2 separate regions of the Rattus norvegicus genome follow, and region 1 is linked to region 2. A link is a contact called in public Hi-C data. All regions are on one chromosome and are shown on one strand. Each heading gives the region's core, a stretch centred on a gene start, on an enhancer-like site or on the middle of the called end of the contact. The rest is flanking DNA. Distances are from core to core; before and after follow the strand shown.

What was found. A called contact is a pair of places that touch in the nucleus more often than the background predicts.
Region 1: a contact with region 2 is called in a Hi-C map of Schwann cells, with 5 times the contacts expected there. The contact joins two enhancer-like sites. A contact is called at or near these places in 12 of 12 Hi-C or Micro-C datasets (the A7r5 cell line, the Rat2 cell line, Schwann cells and 7 more) and 1 of 1 datasets of contacts at active chromatin or transcription factors (oligodendrocytes).

Annotation. Positions count from the first base shown.
Region 1 is chr3:37,034,678-37,041,120 of GRCr8, forward strand. The region is part of intron 1 of Ralgps1 (Ral GEF with PH domain and SH3 binding motif 1); the gene reads right to left. Among named protein-coding and RNA genes, the nearest start is that of Ralgps1, 30 kb to the right of the region's middle. Within about 2 kb of position 3,729, at least 43 of the 93 cell types and tissues checked have an H3K27ac peak or open chromatin away from gene starts, as enhancers often do. A contact at or near this core is called in Schwann cells, where this site is marked.
Region 2 is chr3:36,854,434-36,861,167 of GRCr8, forward strand. It overlaps Ralgps1 (Ral GEF with PH domain and SH3 binding motif 1), which reads right to left. Exons shown (of 20, transcript NM_001427068.1): 12 at 871-997. Among named protein-coding and RNA genes, the nearest start is that of Garnl3, 28 kb to the left of the region's middle. Within about 2 kb of position 2,783, at least 16 of the 93 cell types and tissues checked have an H3K27ac peak or open chromatin away from gene starts, as enhancers often do. A contact at or near this core is called in Schwann cells, where this site is marked.

The DNA.
Region 1 (6,443 bases), core at 2,479-4,978, 180 kb after region 2:
CACACACACACACACACACACACACACACACACACACACACACACACAAACTAATAAGGGGAAAGCCCTCAGGGAAATACAAACCAAACCACAAAGACACAACTTAAGACCAAACAGGATGGCCAGAACTAGGACAACAAAACCCAAATCAAGCTAGACTATATCTAATGTTTTGGGGGGGTCTGGTGGGGGTGGGTGAAGTCTTTGGGCATTGCTGGTGCTATTCAGAACACAATTTGGTAGCTTCTTGACTGGTTAAAAACCACCCTGTGATCTGATTCCCAGGTGTCTACTACAGAGAAGGAACACATCCGCAGACTCACAGAGGATGCCTATCACAGCATTACTCCCCATAGCCAGCCTGGAACCAAGTCAGTTACCTATCACTCAGCGAACACCAAGGCAGTGTGAGCTAACCACACAGCATGCTACTACTCAGCTATGAAAAGAAATGAGATGCTACCACAAGCCACAATATGATCAAACCTCAAAAACACTACACTAGTGAAAACAGTCAGATTCAAAGGAATGTACAGTGTGATTCCATTTTAGGAAATTCCCAGAAATGGCAAATTTATAGGGGAAAAGTGCCTGTGGCAAGAGACTGCACACAGACACAGAGTGCTTTTGAGGTGATGAGAGTGTTCCAAATCTGAACGATGACAAGAAAGCCCAAAACTGTGGGACCTGGGACCTGGGACTGTTAAGCTGCAATGCATGAGGCACCCTGCGCTGCATAATGGGACCTCACCTGACCTGCCTGCCATTCCCTTTGAAGTGACAGAGTGAACACCATGACAAACTGAGAAGGGAACGTTAGTTACTATGGAAGAGATGGGACCCAGAACCAAGGGAAAACCCTCCCAGGTTCCTCCCAAGGCCCTTCAACAGAATAGGGGTCCCAAAAAAGATGAAAAATAAACCCAGCTCAAGGGCGCAGCCATAGCAATTTGAGGCCACGCCTCTTAGGCTGCCTCAAACCAGCCCAGCCAATCTGCTCCAAGTTCAAGGCTGAGGTACATGTTGCTCCTATCTGCATGTGCCTGGCCCTCTGTGGGTCTCCTCAGGGCAACCAGGCCTGGACCCCAACCTTCTGAGTACAGACCAAACCAGAACACTCTGAAGTTGTCCTGGTGCTTCCTCCAAAGGATGCTGTCATGGCCAAGGAAATGACTCAGTGGGCAAAGGCATGTGCTTACTAACAAGTCTGAGGACCAAAGTACAATCCTTGTGACCCACTTTGTAAAATGTTATCCTTTGACCTCCACATGCATGCTATGGCACATGTGTGCTCATGCAAGCGCACTCACACACACACACACACACACACACACACACACACACACATATAATGTTAAAGGGAGGAATGTGCTGCCAGCCCCACCCTCTCCTCCAGCCCCATTTACAGATGGGCACTCTACGCACCATTGTCAGCACCCATCCTGAGGGAGGCACTGGCTAAGCATCACTCACACCTTGGCCATAGAGCCCCAGGAGGTACAGACCACTCAGATCAGACAGTAGGAACTACTTGAATTTCTGGGAAACTGAGGCCCCATAAGTTCAAATCCTGGACAGTGTCCCAGGACCTGAGCTTATATGCATCCTGATACTGTCTCCCACCACTGCGCAGGAAGGGCATGTGAAACACTTATGCAGGCCAGGTCAGCTGCTATGACTTACTGTAATATTACTGTCAGTGTTATTACTTACTGTAACATTAATTGTGTCCTTCCCTTACAAGCTTCTATTTACACATTTTTATTCTCTTTTCTTAGGCAAACAATTGGCTTTATTTTTTGTTTGTTTTGTTTTATTTTTCAAGATGGGGTTTTTCTGTGTAGACCAGGCTAGCCTTGAACTCATGTCCCAAGTACTGGAATTAAAGGCAGGCACCACTATGCCTAGGGTTCTGTGCTTTGTGAGACGTCCTACCCATGTGAAGCCCATCATATTTTCCATAGAAGGCAGAAGCTAGAAAGAAATACTTGTTTCTGGACTGACCCCTACGGGTCTTGACAGAAATAGCCTCGCTGACAGACGGCAGCTCTCAAACAAGAGATAAATCTATGTGCAGAAAATGGCAGAAGCGATCGGACAGAGCAACACAAGTCTCATCCAGGTCAGGTCCTGAGGCTGCTGAGTACAGCTCCTGTGTCGAAGGCCATGGGCTGTGACCTGGCAGGAGGCAGTGGGCAGACAGGCTAGGGCACAGTAGAAGGACACGTAGACTACAGGGAGGGGTGCATGGAGCTGTACAGGGGGAGTGAGGGGCTGGGGTTACAGGTTCTCCCTGGAGGTACTGGGAACCCTTAAATTCAAGATTGTGAACAAGTGGTAGCAAATTCCATTTCAATTTTATTTCTATTGTGTGTGTGTGTGTGTGTGTGTCTGTGTGTGTCTGTGTGTGTCTGTGTGTCTGTCTGTGTGTGTGTATCTGTGTTTGTGTGTGTGTGTGTGCATGCGCACACACACCCTGTGTATACTCAGATATACCCTCAGAGGCTAGAAGAGAGCAGAGTCCTTTAGAGCTAGAGTTACAAGCAGTTGTGGGGCTGGGAACGGAACTCAAGTCCAGGAGGGGAGCAGAAAATTCTACTAATTTCTGAGTCTTGTCCCAGCTCAGCATGCATGGACTCTGAAGGAATGGGGCAGGTCTAGTTTTCCTGAGCATTAAGTGTGTAACCAGGGCATTAAAAGGGCCAATATGGGCCCACTAAGAAGAGCCACAGTGCTGGTGTGAAGCATGAGGAGGGGTCTTCCAGGTCAGGAGATGGGAGGTGGGGCCTCGAGCATGCGAGCACAGCAGAAAACATGGGGCACTGGGTACCTATGGCACACAGCAGAGGCCCCTTCTCACCTCCTCAGCTGCGTCCTTGGGTTCTCACAGGTGCTGGGAAAGGAAGCCTGTGTGGCCACAGCATCAGTGCCTGCCTCTGCTCTCCCTCATCTGTCAGAAGTGAAGTGTTCACCAACCCTTGTTCTGTGCAGAGGATTCCAGTCCTGGACCCTAAGGATCGCAGATACAGCTTGGCCCTCAGTGCCTCTGCCACAATCTGTTACACAGAGGCTTTGCCCCAGGCTTTGGAGCCAGGATTTATGTGCATTCTGTAAAACCCATTTGTGGTGGTCTGAATGAAAATGGCCCCCATAAGCTCACAGGGAGTGGCACTCTTAGGAGACATGTCCTTGTTGGAGGAAGTGTACTCCTAGGGGTGGACTTTGAAGTTTCAGGCAGTCAAGCCAGGCCCAGTGTCTCTTTCTTCCCACTGCTCGTGGGTCAGAATGCAGAAGTCTCAGCTCCTCCAGCACCATGTCTGCCATGCTTCCCACCATGATGATAATGGACCAAACCTCTGGACTGTAAGCTGGCCCCAAACAAATGTTTTCCTTCTAAGAGTTGCCATGGTCATGATGTCTTTTCACAGCAATAGCAATACTAAGACAGTATTTTGCAGATGTGAATACAGTGCCCGAGGGAGAGGGTTTAAACTATTATGTTTTCACGTCTGCACTCTCTGTATCCATCGGGAAGGCAGTATCTGCTTCTTAGTTTGGACATAGCAGCCTGTACACACAAAACCCCATTCTTCCCTCCCTCACTCAACCTCTTTACCTCTCAACCCTCCCCCACCCCATCTCCTGCATACACAGGCAAACACACTCTTGCTGCCAACCCTCCTGGAAACCCAAACAATGCATGAGTAAAAGCAGTTCTCATGATGTAATTCCTTAAGAGCGTGGCAGCTGTTATCAGACCCACAGAACAACCCCACGTCTTTCTCTGCTCATTACAAGAGTCTGGTCTTACAGGGGGAGGGGGAGGGGGAGGGGCACTCCCAGAGAGGGTAAGGAAAAGCCCAGATGCAGCCCTGGGCGCCTTCCAGGCAAAATGCTCCTCAACACTTTCGGCTCAGGAAACCACAGGATGGCCTGAGATGAGCAGGCCAATGAGCTGGCCCTGTGAGGGAGAGAGAATAATCACTTTTTCCTAAGACAGTAGAGGCTGTTTCAAAGAAAATACACACAACTAGGCCTGCCTGATTACAAGAGTATGATTTCTTCCAAATGTTGCAAGCAAGTATGAAAATGGATCCTAAACTGGGTGGGAGAAAGAGTCGCATCCAGGGGTGAACTGGGATGTGCTGTCGCGGTCACTGCACTGGGAGCAGCACTCTTTGCTGGCTGCTGAAGCTAGCATTCACAGAAGCTGTGTGGAGGACCAGTGGGGAGGAGCCTGAGTCTGCTCTGCTTCTGCCCTTCCACCAGCACTCTCTATTTTAGGAGTCATAAGCATGGGCCTTCTAGAAACAGGGCCACAGTGAGTCAGACCTGCTGTGGCCAATGGGCTTCAAAGGGAGCTCTGGGAAATGAGTGAGGAGACGCCCACAAAAGCCCTGGAAACATCCCTGTGAGGTGCCGCCACCTCGGAAGCCTGGCTGGAAGGCTCCCTTCTGTGCTGTTAAGGATCAGAGTCTAATGCTCTAGGCCTCTCTCCAACTCTCGACAATTTTTTTTTTTCCGGAGCTGGGGACCAAACCCAGGGCCTTGCGCTTGCTAGGCAAGCACTCTACCACTGAGCTAAATCCCCAACCCCTCTCTCCAACTCTCTAGGGCCCTCACTCAATCACATATTTGATTTTAATGGTTCAAAGAACATCTGCCTTGGGACTAAGCAGTGTCACCTGAAGGAAAGGCCATACATAGTCTCTGCCTGGCAAGTACAGAGATAACTCTGTGCATCACTGTAGCCAAGTCTCCTCCCAACGCCCAAGCCACCCAAAGCAGCCCTCCACTATGCCCCTGCCTCCACACAATGACCCTTGCCAACGTAGTCAGAAACAAGGTGTATAGTAAAGGGGTGCATTCTCCTACACACAAAACCTCGGCGGGAGCCCCTTTGACAAGAGCGCTCTGCACTGGGACGCTGGTGCTGGCTCGGCTCACACTGAGGCTCCTGTTCTCATTGGCTGCTCCTCCTTCTGAGACCAAGTTCCTCTCCTGGAAACCACAAGGGCAGAGGCAGGGTGTTGGATCTGGAAACGCGTGTTCCTTGACAAACACCATAAGTACTGTCCTTAACAAGTAGCTGGGCACCCCGCCCCACAAGAAGAGGGAAAATGTGCAGCGAGGACAAGGCAAGTGGGCAGCTGGCGCAGACAGAGGCACACAGGGTCAGTCACCTGTGAATAGAGGCTAAGGCAAGAGGCTCAACCAGTCCTCCAAGCTCTCGCAGCCCCATCACACACTCTACAGGGCCCTGTGGAGTGAAAAGTATGTAAATGTCCACAAGTGTGTGAGGACAGGTGACATTTTCACAACACTACACTGTATGAAGTACACCTCCATATTTGCTTTCTCCTCTCCAAACCTTGCAGAAAGAAACAAACAGACTTAAAATATGAATGAAAGGGTTTCAGCTCTGAATCCAAGGAAGGAAGACTGAATGGACAAGCAGGACTAGTTGAGGGGAAGGAACTGTGGGTGCCGGGCATGCGGTCTCAAGGTCGTTTCCTTTCCACTAACAGCATACAACAATAAATACAACAGCACAAACAGAATGGGTCTGCAGGGAGATTAAAGAAATGTACAGAAGCCACCTGAAAAAAACTATAAACTCTCACTGAAAGGTTTTAAGGGCCTAAGATGGGTCAGAGGCAAAGGCCACCAAAGCCTGACAACCTGAGTTTGGTCCCTGGGAACCATGTGGTAGAAGACTTCTGTAAACTGTCTTCTGACCTCCACATATACAGCATTTAAACACACATACAAATAAATGTAATATTTTTATTAAAGAGTTCTAGGGGCTGGGGATGGCCCCATGGTTAAGAGTACTCACTGCTCTTGCAATGGACCAGGACCACTGCCAGCACCCACGTGGTTGGCCCCAACCATCTATAACTCCAGTTCCAAAGGAGCTGACGCCCTCTGCTGGCCTCCATAAGCAGTGCATGCACTCAGTACACGAATTCATGCAGACAAAACATCGTACACATAAAATAAAAATACATTTAAATCTTCCTTTTGAAGAAGATAAAAGACTTTTCACCGCCTTGGAGACAATACCACAAATTCATCAATTCTTCCAATTAATCTATAAATAAAATAAATGCACCTTTACTTTTGAGCCAAAGAAGCTTCCTTTTGGAACTCAACAAATTGATTCACAATTTTTATCTGGAATAATAATGAAAAGTATCTTTAAAAGTCTTATGGTGAAAATAAAAGTGTAATCAGAAGCACACTGTCCTGTCAGGAGTTCACAGCCAAGGAAAGGTCCTGAATCAGATGAACAGATCAGCCTTGCGGAACAGGCTTGGAATGTCACTTAGGACTGCCATGCAGTCAAAAGCAGTTCAGATAGCAGAGGAAGACACATCATTTCAAAATGTTACTATTCACTTGGGGAGGGCAGACACTCACTAAAATCCTTATCTAATATT
Region 2 (6,734 bases), core at 1,533-4,032:
CTGCCCAGAGCCCATTGGTGGACCAGGCTCAGCCCCTTCTTATGGTATGACCTTGGGCAAGTCACATCCTTTTTCTGAGCCTCTACTTCTCTCTCTGTCAATGGAGACTAGTGCTGCTTGCCCTGCCTGTATCCCAGGATGACGGTGAGGCTTGTGAGATGAGGCCAAGGTGAAAGGCTGGTCAGTAGGCTCTGCTAAGGAGTGTCAGAGCTTTGTGACCTAGTCAGAGCTGCTAGACCTACAGTGAGCACAGCAGAAGCTGCTCAGAGGTTTGCATGGTTCAGTGAGATGGTGACCATGGGTATGTGGCAATGTCTAGAGAAGAGGAGACCCCAGGGATCCAAAGCACTTTGTCCTGCTCCTGCCTCTGAGCCCCACAAGGACCAGCCAAGATGCATGGCATTTGTGCCTTAGTGCTAGGGTGCAGGTGCAAGGAAGGAGAGAAGAAAGGGAGGAATGGGAAGGGACAAAGGGTGCCCCTTATTTGGGAACCTGTGACCAATACCCAGAGGATACAGGCATGACTTTCCCCAGCAATGCTGAGGACCTCTATGTGTCCCAGCAGTGGGTCCCAGTGAACCAGCAGGTACTCTGAGACATTCACTGCTGACTTGCGGATAGTCTCTGGTGTCTGCTGGACTCAGTTCTCCCTAAATGAGCTGTAGACCAGGTTTAGGCACATTTCTTCACTATCTACTGAGCCCAGGTCCCTGGTGGTGGCATACAGACTGCACCTGTCGCCCCTCTCATTCCCAAGTTCACACCAGCCTTAGGAGGGTTTGTCTGCCAAGAACATCAAGAGCTTCCAAAGGAGGATGGGGAAAGACCCAACCTTCCTTCACCCCGGAAGAGGGTTTCTCGGTCACCCACTTGTTGCCCAGACTGTGGCTCTTCCTGTGTCTGGGGACTGGCGGTGTGGGGAGGCTGCCGGCCACAGATGCATCTGGACAGGTGGGCCTCCGGCGGAACCTGGCTGAGCTGGAGCCGGCAGAGGGGCCTATGAAAAGAGCAGAGAGAGAAAGAGAAAGAGTTGGCAGGAGTGATGGGGGTGAGAGTAGGGCAGAGGCTCAGGGGAACTGGGCTCCAGGCTTGTACTATGGGCCTTTCTCCAGTTATATGTGAGACAAGACTCACGTGAAGCCTACAGCAGCTTCCCACTCACCAGAAACTGACCCTTCTCTTCCAACATCATCAACTCCCAGAGTGAAGGCCTGAGGTGACCAGGCCCAGTAGCTGGGCAGCTCTGCCAGGCAGCCGACTGATGAGCCATTCATAAGAACAGAACCAGAAGCATAACCTTAAAGCAAATGTCCTTCCTAGACTGCGCAAGCCCAGAGAGGTATACAGGAGGCCTTGAGTTGGGCCAGCTGGAACCTATGCCTCTGTCTACACTCTTGTCCCTGGCCAGGACTTGCATACTGGCATTGGCTGCTCTAAGGCTCTACCTCTCCATCACAGGATAGAACAGATGTGCCCTGAAGAGTGGGCTGGCCTTTGGAGGCTCTGCCTGTATGGTCACAGGTGATCTGGGCACCAATGCCCAGTCTCTCAGTCGGCCCTGCAGTGTTCTGAGGAGGATCCTCTGGCCTACATTCTGGGACACAGGATGCCTCTGCTCCTGAGGAGACAGCTGGTGCAGCTGCTGTAGAGAGCAGGAGAGGAAAGAGCAGCGTGTGGCTTTGTTTTGCTTTTGCCCTTAGAGAAAATTCCAGAGGGTGGAGCCCTTGTTTATCAGCAATCATAGGAGGGTGACAGCCCCACTGCCTGAGTCACTGTGCTCCCACCCTGCCCCAGTGCTCTAAAGGTCAAGTCACAAGGATCCTCTGCAGGAGACCTGGAGTAGAAGCCCAGAGACCCTCGTGTTGAAGCAGAAATGACCATGGTGATAAGCAGAGCAGGCCATTGCACACTTGGCACGCTGCTTTGGGACTGTGCTGTGAGCCTTGAGGTATGACTTAGTATGTATGACTCTTAGTTGCCCCATTAGATGGAGGAGAAGGCAGGCTTATAGATCTACTACATACTGGAGGGAAGATCCAAACCCTAATGCACAGCACGCATGTGGGTTGGGAAGGAGACTGTCAGGGGTTCAGAGTACAAGTGCTGGGCAGATGTCCTTGAGAAAGGAAAGAGGTCACCACATGATATGACATGGGAAGCCCTAAAGCTGTATGGCAGTCACATGGCCGCATTAACTTGCTGCCTCCCTTGGCCACTCTGAGGACGCTCACTCTCGCTTGGCTCAATGTAGCTCTCGCCTTCTAGCTCTGCTCATGCTTTGAGTTATCACAGCCTCTCTGAGTTGCCTTGGCTGCTTCCACTCAACTCTGGACTCTCTCTCCAAGGCTAGGCCCGGATGCACCCCTTTCCTTTCTGCTTTGGAGCCTTGGGAGGCATGCCTGGCCTCAAATGCCCCTGGACCAGATGGGAGGGTGGGTGGGGGCCCCCAGCGGAAGAGCCTTGGCCTCTTGGGCCTATATCAGGGCTGCTGCTGCTCTCTGGGCTCAAGGTCTCAGCCCCCTCCTCCCCCACATTCTCCTAGCATTGTTGACCAACAGCCTAGGTCTGACGAGGAAACAGAAGAATTTCCATTTGGCTGAGACCCAGAAGAGGGGCCTCTGCCAGTAAGTGACACCCTCTGCTACCCGAAAGGCCTCGTGCTCCTGCCCCTCTGAGCCTGGGGTGGCTCCCACGTGACAGTGCCAGGACTACAGGCCTTCTGAGCTGGGTGGCCCGCACGCCTGTTGGTCATGTCTTCAGGCAGGGTAGGGGTGGTGATGAGCTGAGGCTCTGGTCTACATAGCAGAGTAGATATGGCACACACAGCTGGAAAAACTGACCATATGGCTTGACTATCTCAAAGGATTGCTCTATTTTTCCTCAGCATAAGTTTTCCATGAATAATCTTTAAAGCTCTTTAAGTGGCTGTTTCTTTAGCAGTTTTATGGGACCATATGAGAATTGACAGTTTCTGTAGGCAGCCAGATATGCTGAAAAAAATCTGGTTTTCATTACCAGAAACCAACATACTGCCCAACAGACCACTCATTGATTGGAATAGGAAAACAAAACAAAACAAACGGCCTTCTACTAACTGCCTTGGAGTGGCCAGGATGCCAGATAGTGTATGGTGACAGAAAGGGACTCTGGTCCTTGGAGGCAAGGGAAGCCTGGGCTCTGTGCTTACAGGTTGAATGGCCTTGGGAGGTCACCTCTAAGCCCTGGATCTACATCTATAAATGAGGGATAATCCTGGTCTTCCTGGTAAAGAGTTAAACACACAGTGTCTCTCTTGCCAGACCTTGGGGCTGCCCCTGGGCCAAACACTGGAGCGATGTCACAGACAGGAAAATTCCTGATGCTGCATGGGAGTAGCAGTCAACAGTCAAGGGGGGGGAGGGGCAACCAGGGAGCTTCGCCCAGCAGGAACATACACTCTGACAGGAGGATAGCCATAATCAACATGGCAAAGCACCACTGCCACCAACAGCACGACAGGATCAAAGATGAAGTTGGCAACTCTAACTAAAGCCTCTGCTCCCTGTCAGAACTAATGGTATACACTTTTCCACTTGACATTATGTAAGTCTCAACATCACAGAGCTTTTGGGAACATAGGGGAGGGATGAGACAAGACTTCTGGAAGGTTCAGCATCCTGCCTAACATGGGCAATGATACAGGTAGAACAAACAGTGTGTGCAAAGGCCCAGAGGGAAGACGGCAGGGCCCCAGCAGAGACTCAGCCCCACAGGCAAGGTCTGGTGATGTGCTCAGACTCACATCTTAGGAAGTTCCTCTGACCGGATGAGTAACTGAATTTGGTCATGACTGGAAGCTGCAGGATTTGAGAGAGAAATATGTACAAGAAGTGTCCAGTGGTTAGCAGGCAGGGAGGGAACTGAGAGTAACCCTCTGTGTAGACTGGTGTGCACCTGAGACACAGATTTGGGGGCACATGGAGAAGTCCAGTGTGGGCTGACATCAGGAGGTCACTGGGCAGATGGGCATGGCAGCAAGGAGAGCTCACCGTGGGCAAAGGAACCTCTTCTCAAGGATTTCTGGCCTGGCTCTGCTCTGGGCTAGCACTGTCCCATTCCAGCTGGCCTTTCCAAATCTCACACATCGGAAAGTAATGGGAGGCAGCTGTGGCAGAGGGGAAAGTAGCAACTTGAAGTCACAAAACTTGGTTCCAGTCCCTCCCCTAGCCCCAGCTGGACAGAGACTCATGCCATCTCCTCCTTGGTGTGCTTTCCCCAGGCACTGCAACTGTGCCATCTGGATCTCCAGCCAGTACAGCTCTGAGCCTCGAGAGGCCAGGGTGGGCTGTCACCCAACTCAAGGGTTCCATGCCCTCTGCTTCCCACCTGCCCCTGTGGAGAGCCCTCCTTTGAGATCCAGAACTTAGCCTTTTAGATCTGCCAGAGCCCTGCAGCTCTTGGGCCATCCGGGCCCTCTACAGTCTCTGTGTGGAAACTTCTATAGCCAGGTCTCTGGCGGGGCCTGGGAGCCGCTCATTTCTATGTTCACACACACTCTGCTTTTCACACATGCAGCTCTCGTGGGTCTTGATGGGAGCCAAGGTCTGTCTGTCTCTGTGCAGAAGGTCCAGTTCATTTCCTTTTGAGAAACACTGTGCGTCATCTCTGGGCTGAAGTGGCACTGTGCTCTCCTTGCAGTCTCACAGGCCACAGAGAGTGGGAACTGCTAATGCTTGGAAGCTGCTAGCACTCTGAAGAGCTATGGAACTGGACAGATCAGGCTTGAATCTTGTGTCCCCTGCTTCTAGCCCATAAGCTGTCTCAGAGGACCCCATTCTGAGCCCTGGAAAGGTTGGCAGAGGAAGGGCGTTAGAAGGAAGAGGGCCAGGCTCTTTTCATTGAGCATTTCCATGGTGTGACCACACAAACCATGATGGCCTTGAAAGCTGTCTCTATACTAGGGTCAGGGCACTGTGGGTTAGTGTCTCACTCAGCCCTGAGGATGTAAGAGCGAATAGCAAGCGAGGGCAGCCGCGCTCTCACATGTGTTAAATGAGGGGTTACCCGGCCTCCTGTGGACGAGATGGCTCTAGTAAGAAGATTGTGTACAGCATGGAGGGTGTGAGGGTTTGTATAGGCTCAGCCCAGGGAGTAGCACTATTAAGAAATGTGGCCTTGTTTGAATAGGTGTGTCACGGTGCCTGTGGGCTTTAATTCCTTAGTCCTAGCTGTCTGGAAGCCAGTGTTCCACTAGCAGCCTTCAGATGAAGATGTAGAGCTCTCAGCTCCTACTGCACCATGCCTGCCTGGATGCTGCCATGTTCCTGCCTTGATGATAATGGACTGAACCTCTGAACCTGTAAGCCAGTCCCAATTAAATGCTGTCCTTATAAAAGTCGCCAAGATCATGGTGTCTGCTCCCAGCAGTAAAACCCTAACTAAGACAGAGGGTTTGAGTGGATCTTAGCAGGAAGCTGCTGGTGGGAAGGTGGCTCTGAGGGGGGCTTCAAGGTCCAGGGGTGTATTTGTATCTGTCAAGGTTGAGGACATCCAAGAATGTATCCTGGAGAAAGGACAGCTTTATAACTGTCCCCTGAAGGCTGTTGTGCCCTGAGGCAGCAACACCCACTGTTACCAGCTGTGATTAGCAAGTTGAGGGATCTGGGGAACGGTTCAGTGAGGAAACAGCCATGCTGCTGCTCTGTTGGCACAGACAGCCAGGCCTGAAGCAGCCCAATTGGATGAGTCAAGAGGACCAGATATAAGGTAAAGTTTGTGGTTCTGAGTCCTACAAACATCTGTGTGACTCAAGGTATCTGTAGGAAACTGGGTGTTGTGACATATCTGCAGGCCCAACACTCAGGGGAGAGAGGAGGAGAAGTAGGAGTTCAAGGCCATTCCAGGCTACACAGGCACACATATACACACACACGGAGGCACACACTCATAAGCACACAAAGATACACACATGGAGACACACACACACACACACACACACACACACACACACACATACACACACACACACACACACACACACACAGCCCTACCTGTAGGAAAGGCAGAGACATGTAGGTCTATTGCCCAGAGCAGGTCTTAATGCCCTGAACGAGTAGACAGGATGACAGGAACAGGAACAGAGCCCACCCTTATGGCACCCTTCATGCTCCATGTGTTAGACAGAAGTGACAGACCTGTCCTGACCCCCAACCCATCAGTTAGCTCAGCCACTTCTGTGATGTGTGAACCTGAGTGAGCACTTCAGTATCTTTACCTACAGAGTGGGAGTGGGAGTGGAATAAGAGCGGCAAAGGCCCACTGTGTGCTGGGAGGCCCAGCAGACTCCCCAGGCAGGGCCTGGGTACACTCTAGTGAGCATGTGGGCAGACGTGAAAGATGCTCAGTGCAGGTCGGCTGCAGTGAAGATGAGCGATGGAGGGCTTTCCTTATGCAAACTGCCTAGAGTGCTCCACAAAGTCCTTGGCTGCTCAGGGAATGGCAGGGCCTCTGACTATCTCTCCTTGGACCCAGACCAGCCTCAGAGGAAGGCTGAGGTGAGGCTGCCTGGCTTTGGAGGCTGGCTCATGGGGAAGTTACTTCCCAGTTTTCTAGCTGCCCTCCCATTGTCTGCTCTGGGGACAGCCCACTGCCAAGCAGGAGCCTGCTGTACTCTGGGGAAGCCTAGGGTACTTTAAGAGGCTGCAGCTGTGTCCTGCTGCTGCTGCTGCTGCTGCTGCTGCTGCTGCCGTCCCACA